Linked DNA regions of Mus musculus: region 2 is linked to region 1. The links are chromatin contacts, called in public HiChIP or PLAC-seq maps. All regions are on one chromosome and are shown on one strand. The core of a region is the stretch at or near the end of the contact, and the rest is flanking DNA. Distances in the headings are between cores, read along the strand shown.

What was found. HiChIP or PLAC-seq counts read pairs in DNA pulled down with a chosen protein or histone mark.
Region 2: an HNF4G HiChIP or PLAC-seq map of pancreatic cancer cells shows a contact between it and region 1. The contact joins two enhancer-like sites. A contact is called at or near these places in 1 of 15 datasets of contacts at CTCF or cohesin (the NIH/3T3 cell line) and 3 of 115 datasets of contacts at active chromatin or transcription factors (the NIH/3T3 cell line, embryonic fibroblasts and pancreatic cancer cells).

The regions. Positions count from the first base shown.
Region 1 is chr4:107,499,406-107,506,192 of GRCm38.p6, reverse strand. The region is part of intron 2 of Glis1 (GLIS family zinc finger 1); the gene reads right to left. Among named protein-coding and RNA genes, the nearest start is that of Gm46866, 68 kb to the right of the region's middle. Within about 2 kb of position 3,217, at least 48 of the 459 cell types and tissues checked have an H3K27ac peak or open chromatin away from gene starts, as enhancers often do. A contact at or near this core is called in the NIH/3T3 cell line, embryonic fibroblasts and pancreatic cancer cells, where this site is marked.
Region 2 is chr4:107,600,210-107,606,996 of GRCm38.p6, reverse strand. The region is part of intron 4 of Glis1 (GLIS family zinc finger 1); the gene reads right to left. Among named protein-coding and RNA genes, the nearest start is that of 4930552P06Rik, 6.2 kb to the right of the region's middle. Within about 2 kb of position 3,991, at least 48 of the 459 cell types and tissues checked have an H3K27ac peak or open chromatin away from gene starts, as enhancers often do. A contact at or near this core is called in the NIH/3T3 cell line, embryonic fibroblasts and pancreatic cancer cells, where this site is marked.

The sequences.
Region 1 (6,787 bases), core at 1,968-4,467:
GAGGACACCGGCCAGGCCCTCTCTAGAAGGTCCAAACCATCCTAGGCTGGGTGGAGTATGTGCCTCAATCCCCAGGCCCTGTGACCACACATCCCCCTAAGTACAGGGACAAGGTCTGACTCTAATGAGTCCTCGGGGCCCAGCCAAACAAGGACAGATCAATCAGTGAGCAAGAAGATGTGTCTTCAGTGATACATGTGTCCTGGGGTTTGATTCTGACACAAACCTCCTGGGTTACCCTCTTAAAACTGAGTTCCAAAGTGACAAAGAGGCACTTTGTGACCAGAAATGACACAAAGACCACCTAAGGCTACCAAAAGGACCACCCAAAACCACTCCACCCTGGTCACGCAGCTACATACAAGCTATCGAGTGACAACACTGGGCTTCCAGTGGGCATAAAATAGCAGCTCCCACGCCCAGGTTCCTAAAGGACCACAGACAGTCGGGGAGAGGAAGGGCAGCCTATGGCAGCTCACCAGGTCTCTCTCTCCACAGCTATGTCTCACAACGCAGGCTGATGGCACACCTACTCTGGCAACGCCCTAGGGTCATGGGAAATAAGTCAGGCTAGAGGCTAGACTGCAGGTGATGGAGAATCAGAGGGTCTCTCTGGCCAGTCATGGCAGATAGGGAGTAAAGATGGACGAGAGGCGTGCCTGCCCTGGGTGGGAGTAGAGCGGATGCTCAACTGAGAGAAGGCAGGCAAGCTTGATCTCTGAATGAGGACAAATGAGTGTATAAGGAGTCAGACCTCAAGGTTTTGGCTCTCCCTCCTCCTACAGAGGAAGTATGCTGTTCCTAGTCCCCAACGGACTCACTCCTACACCCATTCCTCCTGTGACCATCCCCAGCAGAAGCCCAGCAAAGGAATGAGATGGTAGCTTGAAGACCCCTACCCTGGTCTCCCTGAGGTCCGGCTCCAGTGTGTCTTTTGGTATCGTTCCACGGGAGAAAGTAAGAAGGCTTTCGTGGTCTCGTTCTGTTGATACCCGTCATCCTTCTCTATCCCCTCTCCTCCTTCCTCTCCCTCCCCCCCCCCACTCCCCCTGCCTGACAGCTTCCTTTGTGACTGTCTCGCTTCCACCAGCACAGGTGTGCATGCAGATGTTCTGCCCAGGGAGATACTGCAGTAACTGGTGAGACCATCAAGGTGAGACAGACATCCTCGATGACAAGGAGGTGTGGCCTGAAGCCAGCTGCGACCAGGTCACGGAGAGTGTAGAGGCTGGTGTTCTAGTGCCATTCTCCAACGGCCAACCTATGCGTTATCCATCTCATCCCTGGCTCACCCCTGCCCAACCCTCCTGGCTGCTGGCAGGGGGCAAAGAGGATAGAGGGATCCCATGTTAGAGGTTCCTGCCTGAGTCAGGTCCTCAGACATAAGGGTCTTGGAACCACCTGTCTTTGTTTCCACTAAAGGGCTCCTAGCCAAAGTGCCTCTGCCCTGCTAGGGGGCAGACACAGATGGCTCAGTGAGGAATAGGTCAGACTCCAACCAGCTTGACCATGAGATCAAGAAGCTCAGAGAGGGAACACTGTTGCTCTCCTGTCGCAGGAAGCACGGCGCTTCACGGTCTCCAAGTCTCCACCTATGCATCCATCCATCAAGTACTAAGCGCTTCTCAGTGCCCAGCACAGCTTTAGGTACTGGAGACAGAGCAGTGACCAAAAAAGTCTCCACCTACGAGTGGGCGGAAGACGGCTAAGCTGCAGCTAGGACAGTCCCAGCTCTGCTCAGAACTCATTAAATCTGAGAATGCTACCTCCCCTTTCTCAGGAAGACACAGGGACGGCCTTAAATAAGCTTGAGCCACTCCAGATCAGGGGAGTACCAACAGCCACTGAGGTGAGGCAGATCCCAGAAGGGGGCTGCTAGAGAAGATTATGATGTCTACAAAACATCACAAAGCTGCGTCCATGAGGAGGAAGTAGATGCACTCAAAGGCAGTGAAGATCAGACACTAATGTGGTGGCCATAGTGACATGGTAGCTTTTGCTGGCTTTGGGGAAGCAGCGGGGGTATACCAGAGGACTTGAAGGCCAAGAGTGGGCTCCGAAGAAAGGGGGGCTGGGAAATGGAAGAAAGGCACCCACTGATTCTTCCCAGACGGTCTGATTAGAAGGAGAGGGCAGGACAGCAAGGCTCTGGGGAGGGGGCGACTTTTACTAAGGTAGAGTCTAGCCTGCTTCTCTAGAGACAAGAATGATGCTGATGATATAGGAGCAGGTGACTGCAGAAAGTCTGTCCTCCAGGTTAGGGGTCCTGTGCACAGGCCCAACAAGACACTCATACCTGGAAGCCAACTGGTTAGGGGCTTGTCCTCATTATTCTGTTGAGAAAACTAAGACCAAGATGGCTGGCTGCCTAAACTCCAAGATGAGTCTCCAATAAGTTCCCTTCTTTGTCTGTCATTCAGTCTTTTCATGAGGAGAGGGGAGTCTGCCCCAAAGCCTGTGCACACAAAAGTGGCGGTCATCACTCCAGATATCAGTCCCCACACTTTTACCCCTTAGATCCCTCAGGACAAAGTGTACTCCCTGAGAGACTTAACTTCTCTCATTTACAAGTTCAACCCCTGGTGATGAGAACCTCTGTGTGACCTTAGACAAGTCCCTTTGTTCCCTGATGCCTCTGTGTGTCACATGAGTAGGCAGGCAACCTCGGTGGCCCGGTAATATCCCCAAACCCCAGCTTCCCCATCCATACAACAGTGGATAAGAAAACACCTGTCCCTGAAAGTGAGCGGAAGAGCAAATAATTTAGGATCACATGCAGCACGCAACGGCATCTGGCAACAGTCTTGTCACTGTCACTAGAGCAGGGCAGGAGGACACTTCTCGCCCTGCCACGGGATGGTCATGATCACCCAAGCCTTCACAGACAAGGCCCACTCTTTCTTTTGCATCCTCTTATTTCCTCTGTCCAAGCAGAAGGTCGGGCACATAGCAGGCAGACGATCAACTTCGGCTAGAAGGAAGACATGACAGCTATGGAGACCCAGCTGCATGCTGCAGGCCACTCAAGTCCTAAGTATCCAAGGCCCATGACAAACCCTGAGGCTCTGGGGAGTGAAGTGACTTCTCTACAGTCACACAGAGCCGGGTCGTCTCTCATCACAAGGAGCTGAACTTGAACAGACGAGCTCTGGACACTAGGGTCCAGAACTGTCTCAGCCCAACTGTCTTCCTACAGAGGAAGGGCACAGAGCCAAGGAATGCATACACCCAACACAACTGGCCACAGCACTGAAGGAGTGCAGCCGTTGGGTGCAGGAGGGGTAGAGAGCTGACCCGGCTGGCCGCCCTGCAGGGGAGCGCATCTCATCCTGAGGCCCAGGGACACCTCTCACCCCTCTCTCATAAGCACTGCAGATCGCCGATGAAGCTGCATGAACAGCTTTTTGAAATGTCACCAAGAACAAAGCTCCCTTTTCTGCCGGCTCTGAGTATTTACAAGCAAGCACAAATCTGTGAGAAAATTCAATTGAACGCAGATGGCAGGAAATTCCTCTAAAATGACAGTGGCCAAATGCAAACCACAAGACATGAAAATAACCCAACACGCTAGACATGAAGAACATATCTTATAGACTTCTCCTCGTGCGATTTGCAATCTGTGATGGATTACCAGGAAGACAGACTGCAGATTTATTGGACTTCTGTAGAACACGGATCCCATTTGCAACAATTAAACCTTCCGTGGTGAGGGACGGGGTCGGAGGGGCGAGCGGGAGATGGTGAAGTGCCGGCATGTGGTGTGAGTCTGATAAGGGATGGTGTCAGCGCTCCAGAGCCAGTGCTGGCCCAGCTCAGGTACAGGCTGGCTGCAGCCGCAGGGGTGAACATGGCAGTCCAGCTCAGCTGACACCCAAGCACATCCTGTCAGAGGCCTCGCTCTGTGTCGAGGGACCAGGGGAAGGGTACACAGGCAGACTTCCTTAGGGGCAGGTATGTGCACCTCCGCTGGTACTCTGGAGGACACTGTGTCTATGGGCAGTCCCTAACAATGCCATGGCCTGAGAGATGCCATGAGGTTTGGGGACCCATGGGCAAGAAAAGCCAGTGATGTGGTTGGTTCCCACACCTCATCAGTAACAGATCATACCGTCTCTGGCCAGATGTGCTCCGGCTCCTTTTCAAGTTCAACTACAGACAGCACTCGCAGGTAGTGAAAGCTGAGTTTAGAGCACACAGGCACACTGCCCTAGGCTAAACGTAGAACCTCGTGCCTTGGGCTGGGAGCTGGAGGACCAGTGACACACTGTCGGCATTAGCAAATATGCTTGAACCCTGCAGGACCCTGAGGTCCACCAGGCAGACAGTGTTCCAGGTGTGTGGGGGTGGATCTGTAGTTGAAGCCAGTGTTGATAGATCAGATATCCCAAACTATGCGATAGGTTAAGTATCTCCCCCACACAGCTAGGCTCCAGTCCCTGTAACGTGCTCTATACATCCTTACTCCTGTCCTTGGAGGAGCACAAGTCTCTTCTAGAAAGGTCAAAGGGGTGGAGTAAGATAGCCATCCATGTGGTACCCTTCCTCTGAAGGCAAAAAAACAACAACGAAAACCCACAAAAACAAACAAACAAACAAGAACCCAGTGTTCCCTGGCTGCGGGCCTAGCTTTAATGGGAATGACACCCCTTCCCTTCTGAGCCTCCTAGAACCCTGACTTCGCTGCTGGACATCACACAATACAGCATACACAACAGGAAGAGCCTAATGGGTAGCCTTCCTGACCCTACTATGCGCCAGCATATGATAAACCAGTCTATCCGGTACCCTCAGCCAGACACCTGATAGCTGAACCTCACACAGAGCCAAGGGATTGCCTGAGGAGCCTGGCCCCAAATCCCTGACCCATAAAATTGATGAACCTTTTAGCAATTTGAGGCCCCTGGGGTTTTTCCAAGGGGGGTCAGTTTGGTTAGACAGGCTACCCATCTTTGCCCCTGTCCTCATTCCTTATGCTTCCTACCAACCTAATCTCTCCTCCTGAGTTCCTAGCTGCTTGCGGTTCCTTTGGCTTTCCTTTACCATGCTAAGCTAAGGGCCTGGTCACACCCACACCTCCTCACTGGGATCCAAAGGCCTGTGTGGCCTTGAACACCCTCCAGCCCCATGCCCTCCTGGGCCCTAAGCTGACCATTGCTCCACGGCGCTCTCTGGCTGTGCGCTGCTGGGCCTGCTGTTCCCTGTCAGTTACCCAAGCTCTGTAAACTCTTACTCATCCTTCATACCCAGGACGTTTGCTGTCCCCTCTTCTCCCCTCACCACCCCACGTTACCGCCATACAATGGGAAGCTGCTGGAGGAGGAGACAGAGGTTCGTGGGGTTTGTCTGGTGTGTGCTAACATGGTACCTGATACAGGATGCAACTGTATCTCACAGTTAGTAAAATAACAAATGTATAAAATAAGAAGGTCAACACAGGTTATGGCCCCAAGTGGTCTTTAAGAAGGACAATATGAAAAGCTGGATTCTGGCAAAGACTTCCCAGTGGCCACCATGGGCTCAAGACCCAAGAAGGAGAAGACAGACAGGACTTCTTGGAAGAGAAGGGCCATGCCAAAGGCCATGTCAGTCTCCTCTAGAGCATGGGTTCTCTGAGATGGGGCTAACCCTGCCCTCCTCTGACTCATCATCATGCCTGCTCCAGCTAGACACTCCTCCTGTGTCCACAGTGCTAAGCCAACAATGGCTGGAGTCAAGCTGACCTCCGCATCTGCCACAGTATCACACTTGCACAGGAAAAGCACCAAGCTCTACACAGGGCCAGCATGATGAGGCCAGTTAGCAGAATGAATGAATAAAGGTCTGAGAGACCAAAGAGTAGTGAACCACGGAGCTGCGCAGGCCTGGACTCTTTACCGCCATCTTGGCTGAGTAGCCCTCTCCTATGCAGGTGCCTCTTCTGTGAAGAGGGGCCATCACAGGACGGGTGTGATTTGTAACTGGCAGGTGTGGACCAATACCTGGCCTGCACTAGTCAGGGAGATATCATGGATGAACCCAGCATCGTTTCTAATGCTGCATACGGGCTTAAGAAGGAAAAGGACCAAGAACGGGAGGAAAGCCTTCCAGAGTCCAGACCAAAAGGAGGGTGGTGGGGGAGGAGAAGAGAATCCCTGGGGCACTCAGAAGCCCCTCGGAGGAGAGCTGTCTGGTGCGAGGGTAGGCTGGCAGCAGGGTAAGGCTGCCTGTCACAGGAGTCAGCTACTGGTGGCCTCTCAGAGTAGAGGACACCAGCCCACAGGCCACTTAATCTCCTTTGACATAATCTTGGGAAACTGGAGCCAGAATTGCCAAAGCACTTGGGTCAGGTCCTGTGATAAACTAGTGACACAGCAAGACTGGAACCTGGGTCTCACTTCCCAGCCATGGTACCACTCCATACAGCTCCCTTGCTGAGCAGACCCAAGGAGACACTTTACCCACCTGCCACGGAGGGCACGCCCCAGCCCCAGTGTCCTATAGCACCAACCCCTCACCATCTGTGCCAGCCTGAGACAAGCTGTGACTGCGCCAAGCATCAGTTTTCTCCTCTGTAAAGTGGAAGTCGTTAGTCCAGCCTCAGAGGGTTTGTGTGAGGATTCATAAGGTGAAGACAGCAAGAACTCAGAGCCAGCCCTTGATGAGGGCCCAGTACAGATTCAGCAGCCGACTTTTGCCAGCCTCAGAGGCGCCTAGGGTGGAGGGATCCAGACCTGCCCTAGCTAAGCAACTGAGAGACACAGAGGCCTCTGCCACTCCCAGCCCCTCTACAGCGGGCAATGTGTCCAAG
Region 2 (6,787 bases), core at 2,742-5,241, 100 kb before region 1:
AGCTCCCAAACAGTGCTCTGGCCAGGACAAAGGGAGGATCTCCTTAGTGGGGAGGCCAAACCCTAGGGGTGCTGATAGGACTCTATCTAGCCCAACTGGCCTTTTGGTAGTTTCTGCATGTCTCAAGCAAGTCTGTTCCCTACCAGTTGGGAAGACAGATTTTTGCAACCAGGACAGACTTGATCAGACAGACAGGGGACAAGTAGACATCGACCAGAAATGGGACAGCATGGCTTAGCCGGTGTCAGTGTTAAGAGACTGAGGGTCCTTCAATTCTACATATAAGACTGCATGTCCCAGAACTGGGAGGATGAGGAGACGGCTAGGTGCTGTTCTGTGGGAGGATGTGGAGACGGCTAGGTGCTGTTCTGTGAGTTTCTGGAGGTGGGCTCCTGGCACAGACGCCCATGCTGCGGCAAACTTAAAAGTTAAACGTATTCTCCTCACATTCTAGCTGTGGGCTTCAGAATGAGCTCTGATATAAGTAACACGGAGAAACACAGACAAGAAGGAAGACATCACAGGCACCAACAGCACCCACAATCAGGCTCAGCAGCCCTGTCTATGCCTGCTTGGCTGATCTCACACTCCCCTAGATGGAGGGGCCACAGTACTACTCTTCTTAGATGAGACATCCACGGACGCCCAACACTAGGGTGCTTACTCTGTACTGAATCAAAAACAAAGTGTTACAGGGATTGAGGAAACACCGACCACAGTAAAGAAATGACTAGAGTAAGAACAGTTACTAACTCACCAGAAAATGTGGTCACGGCCATATCGAGCACTCCTAAAACCACAATTCTCTAGCAGTATAGTCCAGCCCAGGCTGGGGCACTATAAAGGCCTGGGTTTTCCACTATCTCATGGGTGCTTCCTCTCTCGGGCCAGAGAGATACACAAGGCTGTCACCACGCCGGAGCACCAGCAATGAAAACCAAAGAAGTGTGTCTATGTGATAAGCAAGCCCCTGAGAGGAAGCGCCCGCTGCACCACGCTCCTCTGCGCTCCGGAGACATGAAGTACTTTCTGAGAAGCCAGCTGCCCAGCTGCCTGGCTCAACAGAGCCTCACTACCCCAACTCAGGGGACGGCTGGAACTCATTAGCATTATGTCAGGAATAATGTGAAATTAAAACTTAAGCTTTGGCTTCAAACACAGAGGAGGACAAAAAGAGAAAGATGCCTCTGCACTGAGCCGCTCAGCTGTGACCTGGGTACCCAGAGTTCAAAGAAAAGAAACTGGTGCTTAGCACTTGGGCCCAGGCAGGACCCCGAGACTGCCAACAGGGCTGAGGATAGAAAGTGGCGTCTGCAGCTTGATCCAGGAGGAAACTATTGTCCAGGATCCAAACTAGGGAGGCCTCCTCTCCTCCATATACCCCGCCCCACTCTCCTGCTGGCTTCCCTGTTGCTGTTCTGATCTACTGAATTCTGCTCTACCCATCACCTTTCATGCCCAGCATCTACCCCATGGTCATGGATTCTGAGACTTGCTGCTGTTGTCACTGTTAAAAACCCACCTTAGGCTTAGAATAGAAGCATAGCCTGCCCCCACCCCGATCCCCCACAGGCTTGCTAGTCCAGCTCCTTAGCCTACGGGGGCAACCTAACTTCACTTTCACAACACTGTTCCCTCATCCTGGAATACCCTTAAGTGTCAGAGCTCAGCAGCAATAGGGATGTCACAGCAGGTACCTTTAAGGATAAAGTCCTGAGCCACCTAAGCCTATCTCAGCCCAGGAAATCTGTCAAGTTTAGTTGGGCCTCCAGAGGCGCTCATGTGATAGGTGGGGACACCCCAGCAGCCCAAAGGCTTACCAAGGCTTTCTCTGTCCCCTAGATCTGGCAGTATATGCACCCTTGCGGTCCCAGGCAGGGTCTTCCTCCTCCCACATGTTCATCCTGGTGGACGAAATACTGATCTCTGAGTCACCCGTGTCTGGATTCTGATTCTGATATCCCGCTGTCTAACTCAGGTGTCAGTAGATTCTGGTGCCCCTCTAAGGCTATGATTGGTACAAACCATCTAACTGTGGCCTCCAGCATGCCTGCTCCGTTGTGAGAGTGGCAGGGATGAGATACCTCAGCGCTTTGTGAAGAGACAGTACCACAGCTGAAGTACTATGCTACCCACAGTCCTTAGCACAGATGCAGAACCTGAGGTCCAAGGCCGAGGGAGGCAGAGATTTGAAGGGAACTGGGTGCCTGGAGACATGGGAAAGGCAAGCTAGGTGATTCCCAGGTCTGGCTAGCTGTTGACATAGTAGGGCCAACTGGAATTCATTCACTCTTTCATGCCCCCAGCCCCTACCCTAGCCAACTGTTCAAGGTTAGATGTCCAAAATACACTGTGAAAAGCAAGCTCAGCATGGCTCTCTTTAGAGCATTTATCACATGACAGAGAAAGGCCTGGAAACCCCTCCAAAATGATCACAGTGGTCAAGTGTGAGTGGTGTCCTTAGGGGTGACGTGTGAGTGGTATCCTTAGGGGTGACCTTTCCCTCGCCATGCTCTACTTTCTTCAAACTTTCTTCTCACTGTCTCCCATTTCATACTACGCTCTGCTGTAAAAAGCTAGTGGTCAGTGAAGCCCTTTATGGATTGTTTGAAGTTGCAATTCTAGACCTGTCTCTTAGTTCAGCACGTAACCCTGGGTTACAGGACGTGCCTATTCTCCTTGTGTCGGTAGGAAGGTCTGAGTCATGTCTGGATGGGACACTCACTCCTATGTGACAGGGGCACGGGGTCTTCCACTAAAGTTTTTCATAAAAACACGAGGACAGCGTGGTGACTTCCAGGAGGAGCTGACGCTTAGGGAAACGATGGGCAAACGGCTTGGGACGGAGCTCCTGGTGCTGGCAGCCGCAGGCCTATACTGGGGACCCGTAAGTTACTCCCTGGATGAACTGAATGAATGAAGGTCATGGATGCCTGGCTCGCAAGGATGAGCTCACTGGGATCCTGTGTCACACATGGCGGCCAGTGATGACAGAGGCATCAGGGAGACAGAGTGGCAGGTTTCATTAAACGGTGATGACAGACGAGGAGGGCAGTGGCTATACCGTAGCCCCGTAGCCCTGGGAAGGGGCAAACGCACCCTCAACACCCATCAACCTCAAACACTGGAGCGCATTCCCGAGGCACCCGGGTGGGGCCTGGGCTAGGCTAAGTTCAAGTCCCAGCTCTGATGTTTACTGGCTCAGGTTTTGAGCATGTCACCTGACCCCTGTCCTGCAGCAGAGGTGACATGGCCCTCCCTGCAGTAGATTTAGTGTAAGGACTAAAACAAGATCAGGGCGGCAGGAGCAGTAAAGGGTGGTCTGCTCCAGGCAGCCAGGACCCATGTGCCCCCTCCCACCATCATCCACTCGGAATGCCCCGTCCCCGTCACCGGGCTACTCCAGCTCATCGCCACCCCTTTCAGATGCTCCTCGATTCCTTAGGCTTCCTAGCTGTGCTCCTCCCTCCATCACAGCCTCACACTCAGCACAGTAACTTCCAGACTCTGTGCTCATTCTTGCTGCTTCAGGAAGAGATTCAGACACGGGGCAGCCTTGGCCTTGACCTGGCAATGGACCAGATGCACTGCAGGTGTTCCCGGACGGCCTGCTGATGGCAACAAACCAGTCCGTCAGGGTGAGCCTTCTTGTCCCATCCCACTGCTGGGGAAGGAGAAGGCTCTTTGCTTTACCACCACAGACACAAACAACAAAGACAGGCCCTAGGCTGAGCATCAGATTGGTTATGGCTGCCTGACCTCATCTTCCAGCCCTGTGCTCAGACTGCCGGCCCCGTTCTCTCTCCTCCAACAACAGCGTCCAGCTGGATAAGGGTGACAGGTAGTAGAGGCAGTAGTGGATGCTGTCAGGGTTGTCCCTTCTGTCATGGTCACAGTGCTAGATGGCGCTCTGGCCTTGGACTCCGCTCCTCTACTGCACGGGTTCTTCTGAGTCAGGACACAGTAGTTAGTCACGTCTGTGAGCCTGCTTCCCTCCCACTATCCGGTCTGGCTTGGCAAAGCTCCTACAACACACTCAGCACCCCTAAAACCAGCAAGGCTTTCAGCGGGGACCTGCAGAATGGTGAGGCCACGATCTTAGGACACACTGGCTAATTGCCACGGCAGCGATCACTGCCGCCGGGAGGACTGAGTCACGGAACACAAACCTGATGACGCAGGTGTAGGCCAGGACTGAGTATTGCTTGTGCCTCTCTGCTCACGCCAGTCATCAGAGACCACCAGGGCACGAGGCTGCCATTTCTCATCAGAAATAGGGCTCATCACACCCAGGAAGAGCTCAGGGCACTGAGGCCACTCTCACCCCGGTCCCCACATAAAACTGTCATAAATGATCTTTCAGAACCCAAACTTATGCCACTCTGACGTTCTATCTTGTGTTGTGGCCACAGCCCTGGGCCTGGGCTTGAGGGCAGCCCTTGCACCATCTCAGAAGCTGCTGAGCTGCCTTGGCCCCTGCCCTGTGAAGCCAAGCCACAAAGGTCAAGCTTGAGGCCAGATACACAGGGTGTGTTTCCCTGCGGTCACCCAGAGGCTTCAGTGACGCGTTTCAATAGCTCTTCAGAGAAGAAACACACACAACCATAAAACCCACCACTTAAAGCATATAATTCGGTGGGTGTCAAGCCTATTCACGCCTGGGCAACCATCACCACAATGGTTTGTAGAACATTTTCACCCAAAGAAACCCTGTGCCACTGGCTGTCACTCACTCCTTGTTTCTCTCTCTCTCTCGAGTCCCCAGAAACTGCAGCAGCCAGACTCTCTGTTCCTGTAGATTGGCCCTTTATTTTCTTTGTTGACATGTAAGTTGAATCACACCGCATGTAGGTTTTATGCCCAGCTTCTTTAGCTTAGCTTCGTGTTTCTAAGACCCCTCTGTGCTGTGTTGTGGTGTATACAGCACCTGAGTCATTTTTAGGGCTTCACACTGTTCTCTGGGGACCTGCAAGGGGTCAGTGGGTAAAGCTGCTTGCGTGCAAGCCACGCAACTTGAGTTCAATTCCTGGAACCCATGCGTAAGTGGAGGAGAGGACCGACTACCAAAAGCCGTTCTCGGACGTCCCCAAGTGCTCTGTGACAGTCATGCTCTCACGACGTCACACACAAATAAATTCATACATCAATAACAACAACACAGAAGTATTCGGTTGTGTGGCGTCCATCTGTCCATCTGCTGGCGGACACCTAGGCTGCTCTTTAGACTTTGGCTATGATCAGGGAGGCCATGAGTATTCACGTATGGTGTGGATATTCATCCTCCCTTCAGTATCTTCCAGAGTGGAATGAAAGTCCACACATATGCCAACCGTATGTTAGCTTGAAGGATTGCAGCTAGTTTTCTAAGGCCAGGGCACCATCACCGTGGGATGGTCCTTGGGTCTCCCCACCTCCCAAGCCCTCGTGTGAGAACCATGGTTTTGGTTACTGCCATTAAGTAGCGCCAAGCCTCTTCTCATTGCCATTTCTGTTTTCCTGGTTAATGACATCAAACATCTTTTTCTCTATGACTGCTCAGAGAAACACCACTCAAGCCTTTGTCCATTAAAAAGCCCACTGTTTGTCTCTTTGTCATTGAGCTATGAGATTCTTTTTTTTCAAAAATTAGATATTTTCTTCATTTACATTTCAAATGCTATCCCGAAAGTCCCCTATACCCTCCCCCACCCAGAGCTATGAGATTATTAATATGGCCCAGGTATGAGCCCCTTCCCGGATCTGTGACTGCAGAGGTGACTGCTTTTGAACTGAACAAAAGCCACATGTGCAGTTCTTACCACACGTGGGGCCATGCTGAAGCCTTTCCAGGCAGAAGCATCTTCCTCCCATGGCTCCACAGGTCACTGCTGTCATTGTCCCCACACTGCAGACAAGCAGCCACAAAGCTGTAACCTGCTCATTTCAGCCATCTAGTCAGTGGCAGAGCAGATCTTGGGGCACAAAGGACAAACAGCCCACCCTGCCAAAACTCCTTCTAGGAAGGAGAGCCTCTTGGGGTTGACATGGTTTCGAGTAGCAGATGACCCCGTAAAGAGGTGTGGCTCTCCCAGCAGGTGTTAGATTCATTAGACTGAGCCCAGTTTGGGGATTTCCTCTCCCCTCTGGCCAATCCTGAGGGATCTGGATTTGATTTTATCCCAAAAGGAGTTAGATTCCTTACAGGCAAGCATGCTCTAATGGGTAAGAAAAGGACTATTCTCTTACAGAGAGTAAAGGCTGTGGCTCAGGATCCATCCCTGCAAACCATGGACAATGATGCTCCAGGCTAATGACATCACAGGGGGCTCAGGCACGTACATCCTGGGAACTGGCCTTGCAGCAGCCAGGGGAACTCTGACTCCAGAGTTCTAACTGGGCATGGATGAACACAGACTCATAGGGACAGGTTCAAATTCTCCACTGTGGGCCTGGAGATCAAAGTTTTATGTAATAAGATAGTTAATGGATGTTCTGGTTATAAAATACAAATAGCAGAAGACTAGTCCAATAGTTGACTAGGTACATTTTATCTCAACTCACATAAGGGACTATAACACTGCTGCGAAAAAGGATGGCATGGTGTACTGTGCAATCCTGGGAGATTTTATTTTTATAACACTACACTTAACAATCCTAATTATTCATAATCTTTTCAACAACCCCAGTGGGAACCTGAGAACCAGGGAGATGTACAACCTCATCCAAGACGAGGGCAAGCTGGGCCTTAAGCTCTCTCTAGCTCTTCTCTGTGGAGTGTCCTGCTGATAGCCTGGCAAGGTTTCGCTCA